2 separate regions of the Mus musculus genome follow, and region 2 is linked to region 1. The links are chromatin contacts, called in public promoter capture Hi-C maps. All regions are on one chromosome and are shown on one strand. The core of a region is the stretch at or near the end of the contact, and the rest is flanking DNA. Distances in the headings are between cores, read along the strand shown. Region 1 holds the start of Zfp784 (zinc finger protein 784). Region 2 holds the start of Tmem86b (transmembrane protein 86B).

The links. Capture Hi-C pulls out chosen DNA fragments and counts their contacts.
Region 2: a promoter capture Hi-C map of liver shows a contact between it and region 1. The contact joins the promoter of Tmem86b here to the promoter of Zfp784 in region 1. A contact is called at or near these places in 6 of 39 promoter capture datasets (the 3T3-L1 cell line, the C10 cell line, cranial neural crest and 2 more), 1 of 484 Hi-C or Micro-C datasets (the G1E-ER4 cell line), 2 of 115 datasets of contacts at active chromatin or transcription factors (effector CD8 T cells and embryonic limb bud) and 2 of 9 other capture datasets (adipose tissue and liver).

What each region holds. Positions count from the first base shown.
Region 1 is chr7:5,036,778-5,039,995 of GRCm38.p6, forward strand. It overlaps Zfp784 (zinc finger protein 784), which reads right to left and starts at 1,669. Exons shown (of 2, transcript NM_001039532.2): 1 at 1,558-1,669. The coding sequence starts at 1,635. It also overlaps a transcript of Zfp580 not described here.
Region 2 is chr7:4,629,046-4,632,263 of GRCm38.p6, forward strand. It overlaps Tmem86b (transmembrane protein 86B), which reads right to left and starts at 1,437. Exons shown (of 3, transcript NM_023440.3): 1 at 1,177-1,437; 2 at 511-757. The coding sequence starts at 1,227. Ppp6r1 (protein phosphatase 6, regulatory subunit 1) reads right to left here. Exons shown (of 24, transcript NM_172894.2): 24 at 2,450-3,199. The coding sequence ends at 3,196.

The sequences.
Region 1 (3,218 bases), core at 419-2,918:
TGAAGTCCACTGTATTTTTTTTTCCAAGACAGGGTTTCTCTGTATAGCCCTGGCTGTCCTGGAACTCACTTTGTAGACCAGGCTGGCCTTGAACTCAGAAATCCGCCTGCCTTTGCCTCCCGAGTGCTGGGATTAAAGGCGTGTGCCACCACCGCCTGGCATATATATATTTAATGATTTGTTATTTATTTACTTAGAAGGTTTCACTATGTAGCCCTGGCTGGTTTGGTACTTGCTGTGTAGATTAGTTTGGCCTAGAACTCACAAAGGTCTGCCTGCCTCTGCCTCCCAAGTGCTGGGATTAAAGGCGTGCGCTTGCCATCAAGCCCAAGTATTTCATGTTCTGTTCTGTGTGAGAGCCTGCATGTGTGTTCACTGTGTGTGTCACTGTCCATGGAGGTCAGGAGTGAGGGTCAGATCCTCTAGGAATGGAGTCACAGGTGGTTGTGAGCCTCCATGCGGATGCCCGGAACTGAACCTCTAAAAGTGCAGCCAGGGCTCTTAAATGCTGAGCCATCTCTCCAGCCGTATCCCTTGATTTCTTAACCCTGTTATCCATGATACCGAATTTTTGATGGATCCTTGTTCTGGCATTTCCCCTTCTTGACCCAAATATACCACAGACACGGTGGTACCTCTCCTCTGTACTAGTTAAAAGTCTCATAATTCCCCCCTTAGAATGAAAAACACCACTCAGAGGTAACCCCTGTTCCTGCTTCTGCCCCTCATTATCCACCTCTTCTAGAGCACCCTAAATGGACTTTGGAAAATGCAAATGAGGTCATGACATTTCGCCACTCCAAGTCCTCCGATTGCACTTAAAACCTCGTGTCCTTCCTATAATATCCAACACGATCTGGATCCTGCTTATCTCACTGACTACATTGCAACCATAAGCCGGCACCCAGCTGACTTCTGCCATTTAAATTTAGCTTGCTCCACCCCCACTCTTAAGTGCACCTTTTATTTCTCTTATAGGACATATTACAATACTCTTTATCGTCACTTTTTCTCCTCATAAGACTGCAAGTTGCAAGAGGACGCAATCGTTGTCCATTTTGGTCCCCTGGAGCTTTAAATGTTTGCTGAATGAACCAATATTTTCAGTTACTTTCCAGTTACTAGTTATAAGTTCTAAAGTCATCCGAAGCACCCATTTCTCCTCCCTTGGGCATTTGTAAGGCAGTCAGTCCTTGTATCATCACATGCCATCCCAACACGGTGACCGAATTATAGCTCTCCTTTGGGGTCACCTTCCCAACCATCCACTAGCCCTATAATTTCCCTGGTGCCCCGCCCCTCTTAAGATGCCACACTTCTTTATGCAAGCTCCCTTGTCCTCTCCCTGGACCCAACCAAGCCCAAGACACAAGCTGTCTTCAAGACCCGCCTCAACCAGGCCTCGCTCCTCATTCCCCATAGGCTCCTCCCTAAACCCCGCCCCAGAGGGTTACCATACCCCCGCCCAATTGTTCTAGGCCCCGCCTTGACCCCGCCCCTTGCCCTGCGATCTTCTTCGCTGTGAACCCCCGGCCCAGACCCCTTCGTCGCCCGCACCAGGTCCGGCGGCTCCGGGGATGGCGACTCCCGGGTCGGTGAGCTCGGAATCGGGGGATCCGGGCGCGCGGCGGCCATCTTGTACCTAAGCCCGGTCCCTGAGGGCAAAGATTGCTCCGCGAAGGGCGGGGCCGGGCTGGCGGCGCTGCGCAAGCGCGGGGCAGGTCGACGAGGGGCGGGATCATAACCGGTAGATGAGCGGGGCCCTGGCGGGGTAGGATAGGCGGAATCCGGCAAAAGGTCTTCAAAACCTGTCGGTCCTCCGCATGGGCTGACTGAACTTGCAGCTGGAAGGTCGGCCACACCCTAGCGACGCATTCCAATGTCTCCCCACTTTTTATTGTTTAGGCATGTTTTCACTATGTATTCCTGTCTGGCCTAGAACTCTCTTTGCAGACCAAGATGGCCTCGAACTCACAGAAATCTGCTGGCCTCTGAGCCATAATGATCGGCCTTCCAAATCCCCTTTTAAAACTAACTGCAGGTGAGCCCGAAGTTTGCTTATGTGAACTTAAAGGCATGGGAGATTCTAACGTTTCTGAGGTTACTTTCAATTCATGGTGCAAAAGGTAGCGGTTCAGTTTATGAATGGGAGGTTTTCTAAGTCTGTGTCAAGAATGAGACTCATTCGGGAGTGGGGGGTCGGGGAACCCGGAAAGGGGATAACATTTGAAATGTAAATAAAGAAAATAACCAATTTTAAAAAAAGAAGGAGGAGGAGACTCATGAGCTCAGGTAAGATTCCAGACGGAAGCTAACCCCTCTCAGTTGCTGTGATGTTTGGGAGAAAAGAGCTCAAAGAGGGTTTTCGGCAGCACTAAGGACAGGGCTCTTTTGAGAGTTAAACTCACTCTAGGGCCTGACTTTGTGACTTGATAAGTCAGGACACTTCTGTGATCATCTCCTCCTCCTCCTTTTTTTTTTTTTTTTTTTTTTTTTTTTTTTTTTTTTTGAGACAGGGTTTCCTTATGGGATTTTCTTTCTTTCTTTTTTTGTTTTTGTTTTCGAGACAGGGTTTTTCTGTGTAGCCTTGGCTGTCCTGGAACTCACTCTGTAGACCAGGCTGGCCTCGAACTCAGAAATCCACCTGCCTCTGCCCCCCCCAGTGCAGGGATTAAAGGCATGGGCCACCACTGCCTGGCTTCTCTTCCTATTTTCACTCATTCCTTGTTTCCTACCTTCTGACTACGCCCCATACAGTAAGGTGACCTCAAACTTATGTAGTCTATGCTGGCCTTGAACTCTATTTTGATTTTTAAAGGTCTCCTCCTCCTTCCTTCCCTCTGTCCCTCTTTCCTTCCTCCCTCCCTTCCTCCCTCCTCTTCCTTCTTTCTTCTTCTTCTTCCTTCCTTCCCCCTCCCCCTCCCTCCTCCTCGTATGGGTGCTCTGTCTGTCCACCACTTGTTTGCAGTACTCATGGACATCTGAGATGGGGAAGTTACAGAGGGTTGTTAGCTGTCATCTGGGTGCTGGAACCAAACCCAGGTCCTCTGAAAAATCAACAAATGCCTTAACTTCTGAGTTATCTCCCCAGCCCTGGCCTTGAACTCTTGATATTTCTGGTCCTGTGGTTACAGGCATGTACCACCACCCCCCCCCCACCACCCCCGGGTCCATCTCCATTCCTCTCTCTTCTGTACAGACCTTTAGAAGTGTGTGGA
Region 2 (3,218 bases), core at 187-2,686, 410 kb before region 1:
CTTGTTTTCCCCATCCTACTCTAGCCAAACTGGCCCATTTGGACAAAGTAACTCATACACTATTACCCCAGGTCCTTTCCACATGCACTTTCCATGCCCAGGATGGCCACACTTCCCATCTACACAGCTACATATCCTTATTCCTGTAATCCTAGCCCTTGAGAAAACTAAGGCAGGAGGATCCAACATTTGAGGCCATTCAGACCAGCCCTCATATATAGACATCTCAAAAATGACTCCTTACCTCCCCCACCCACCTCAGTCATGCTACACCTTAATTTTCTCCACACCACCCCTTCCAACCAGGTAATCCCACATCTTCCAACCAGTCTGACTCCAAGCCCCTGGCTGAACTGTGAGCTATGCTGTCACCCATCACTGCCTTCTGGCACCTCTGGATAACCCAGAGGACCTAGGGAGGGAGGGCTCCATATAATGAAAAGCTGTGTCCCAGTACTGACTCAACTCCACAAGAACCCTAGGTGTGTTGTCATAGAAGCCCCTGCTCACCATAAAAGAAAGCTTCAGGCCAGATGAGGCAGGCATCTCCCACAGCAGAACATACAAGAGCTCCCTGCAGGAGCCAGGTGCTGCTCCCACCAGGGGCCACAGCCCACAGGAACACAACCAGGCAGAGAATGGGCTGGCACTTGATCAGGGCACTGACCCAAGATGGCTGGTCCACAGGAATCCAGAGGAGGAAGTAAAGGGAGCAGGCAAGGATGAAGGGGGCCAGCCACCTGCGGACCTGTGGGTACTTCAAGAGAGCGAAGCTTCTCAGCCTCCCTCCCATTCGCAGCCAGTCCTGGGGGAGGGGTCACTGCAAGGCACTGTAGGAAATGTCTAATTCCAGTACTTAGCAGGTGGAAACGGGAGGCTGTTGATTTCAAAACCTGTCTAGGATACCCAGTGAGAACCTATTTTAACGGCCATCCCCCACACCACCCTCATGCCAGGACCCAAGCATGTCCAGGTTGGACTTTCGGGACTAGGATCTTTAGCCACCTTGAGAACCTTTTCATTCCTATCTCCTGCAAGGACAAAACCACGATACCTTAGAACCCAGCCTCCTGGAAGGACAGGGCATCCCCACCAACTCACCAAGCATAGAGAATCACAGGCCCCAGTACTGCCCATGTTCCCAGACCTGCCCATCCCCACCTTACAGGTTCTCACTTGGTCTGAAAAGAGTGTCTCCAGGGGCAGCCCCTCTTTTCTAGCATCCATGCTGAGTTGCTTCTCTTTAGGAGCCAGTGGCTTCAGAGGGCAGAGGGAAGTCTTGTGGTTACACATTAACCCAAGTGTCCTGTGGACTCTGGGGCTGATAACAGGGCTCACGCAAGGCCTGCTCTTGTCTGGCACTTGCTGATAAGGTACCCATCAGGCACCAAGGGCCACCCCCCAGCACTTAGAAACCTGGCCACCACCTCCAAAAGTGAGCCCCCTCCCCCAAAGTGGAACTCCCATTGTCTCACACCCAGCCAATTATAAGGAACAATGCAAAGTTCCACAGAGGGGTAGCCCTACAACCAACCCTGGAAAACAGGGGTCCTGCCACAAACACTGGTTAAATAAATCCTGCATTGTGCCTGAAGTCATTCAAACATTCCCTGGAAGGAAGGACGACCACACCACTGTACACTCATGTTCTGCAGCCTTCCCATGAACAAGATAGGGACCTACTGGATGCCAAGAAACTACTAGGTTCCTCAACCATCCCCCTTAGGGATGCTTCATTGTATGTCCATTCTCAAGGGAGCTTCCTGTCTCCTAATCTCTCCCACACCTTTGGTTTTTTGTTTTTGGTTTTTTAGATTTATTTATTTATTATATGTAAGTACACTGTCGCTGTCCTCAGACACTCCAGAAGAGGGAGTCAGATCTCGTTACGAATGGTTGTGAGCCACCATGTGGTTGCTGGGATTTGAACTCCTGACCTTTGGAAGAGCAGTCGGGTGCTCTTACCCACTGAGCCATCTCACCAGCCCCCACACCTTTGTTTTTGAGACAGGGTTTCTCTGCCCAGCCCTGGCTGTCCTGGAACTCAGTTTGTAGACATGGCTGGGCTTGAACTCACACAGATCCACCTGCCTCTGCCTCTGCCACCACCACATGCCTGGTGCCTCCTATCCCCGTAATGGCAGGACGCTCAGCTCCAAAGTCCAGGGACCTCTTGCTCCTTTTAGCAGGCCTGTTAGAGGATAGAGCTGAGTCAGCACAGCCCTAACTGATCTGCATTTTGGAACAGGGCCACGGAGGTACACATATCAGGATGAGAGCGCCCCAGAGTGCTAACTCCTGATGTTCTGCCTGATGTCTAAGTATTCCCCATCCCCTACACCCACACACACTCTCACAAGTGTGGTCCTAAGAGAATGTAGCTCTCTAGGCTATGAAGAGCAAGTTCACCCAACTCTGAGTCCCAGAACTCACAGTCCCACAGCAGGAATGTTCTGCTATCTTCCTTTATTTATATCTGCAGTATGAAACACAAGCTCTGCACACATACTTGCACACTCACACCAGCCTTGGGGGGGGCAGGGGGAGCTGGGACAAGGCCACTTGGCAGCAGTGCTGGAACCCTCAGGGCATGGGGTACCCAGCAACCCCCATTCTGGGCCTCTAGGGATGTTCCCCAGGGCCAGGGGCCGGATGACACCCTCTGTTACACCCCAAGGTGGTCCTGAGTGAAGCTGGGTAAGAGCATCTGCACCAGAGCACAGGCCAGCGGCCTCCAACCCCAGCGCCAGCCCCTACTGGGACAGACGGGGAAGGTGTGCTTCAGAGCTGCTGGCCCAGTTATTGTCCTGGCTTTCTTTCTTACTCCTCCCTCAACATATATATGTATATGTATATATATATATATATATATATATATATATATATATATATATATATATATATATATATATATAATATATAATATACTTCTCTCTCTCTCTCGCTCTCTCTCTCTCTTTCCTTTCTATGTGACTCTCTATCTTTATTCTTGGAGACAAAACTCCATAGTTTCTCTTCTCAGTGCAAATGGGGGTGGGTGAGGGCATCTCCCTGGCACCAGCCTCCTTGGGAGTCCAGAGGAGAGAATGTAGGGTGTGGGACAATAGAGTAGAGGGCCACCAAAGGACTCATCCTGCCCCACAGAGGGATTCCACAGGGAGGACAGAGGATTTGGCCACCACTGTCACCAGGCAGCTACCTGGAAACAGAGAGAAACA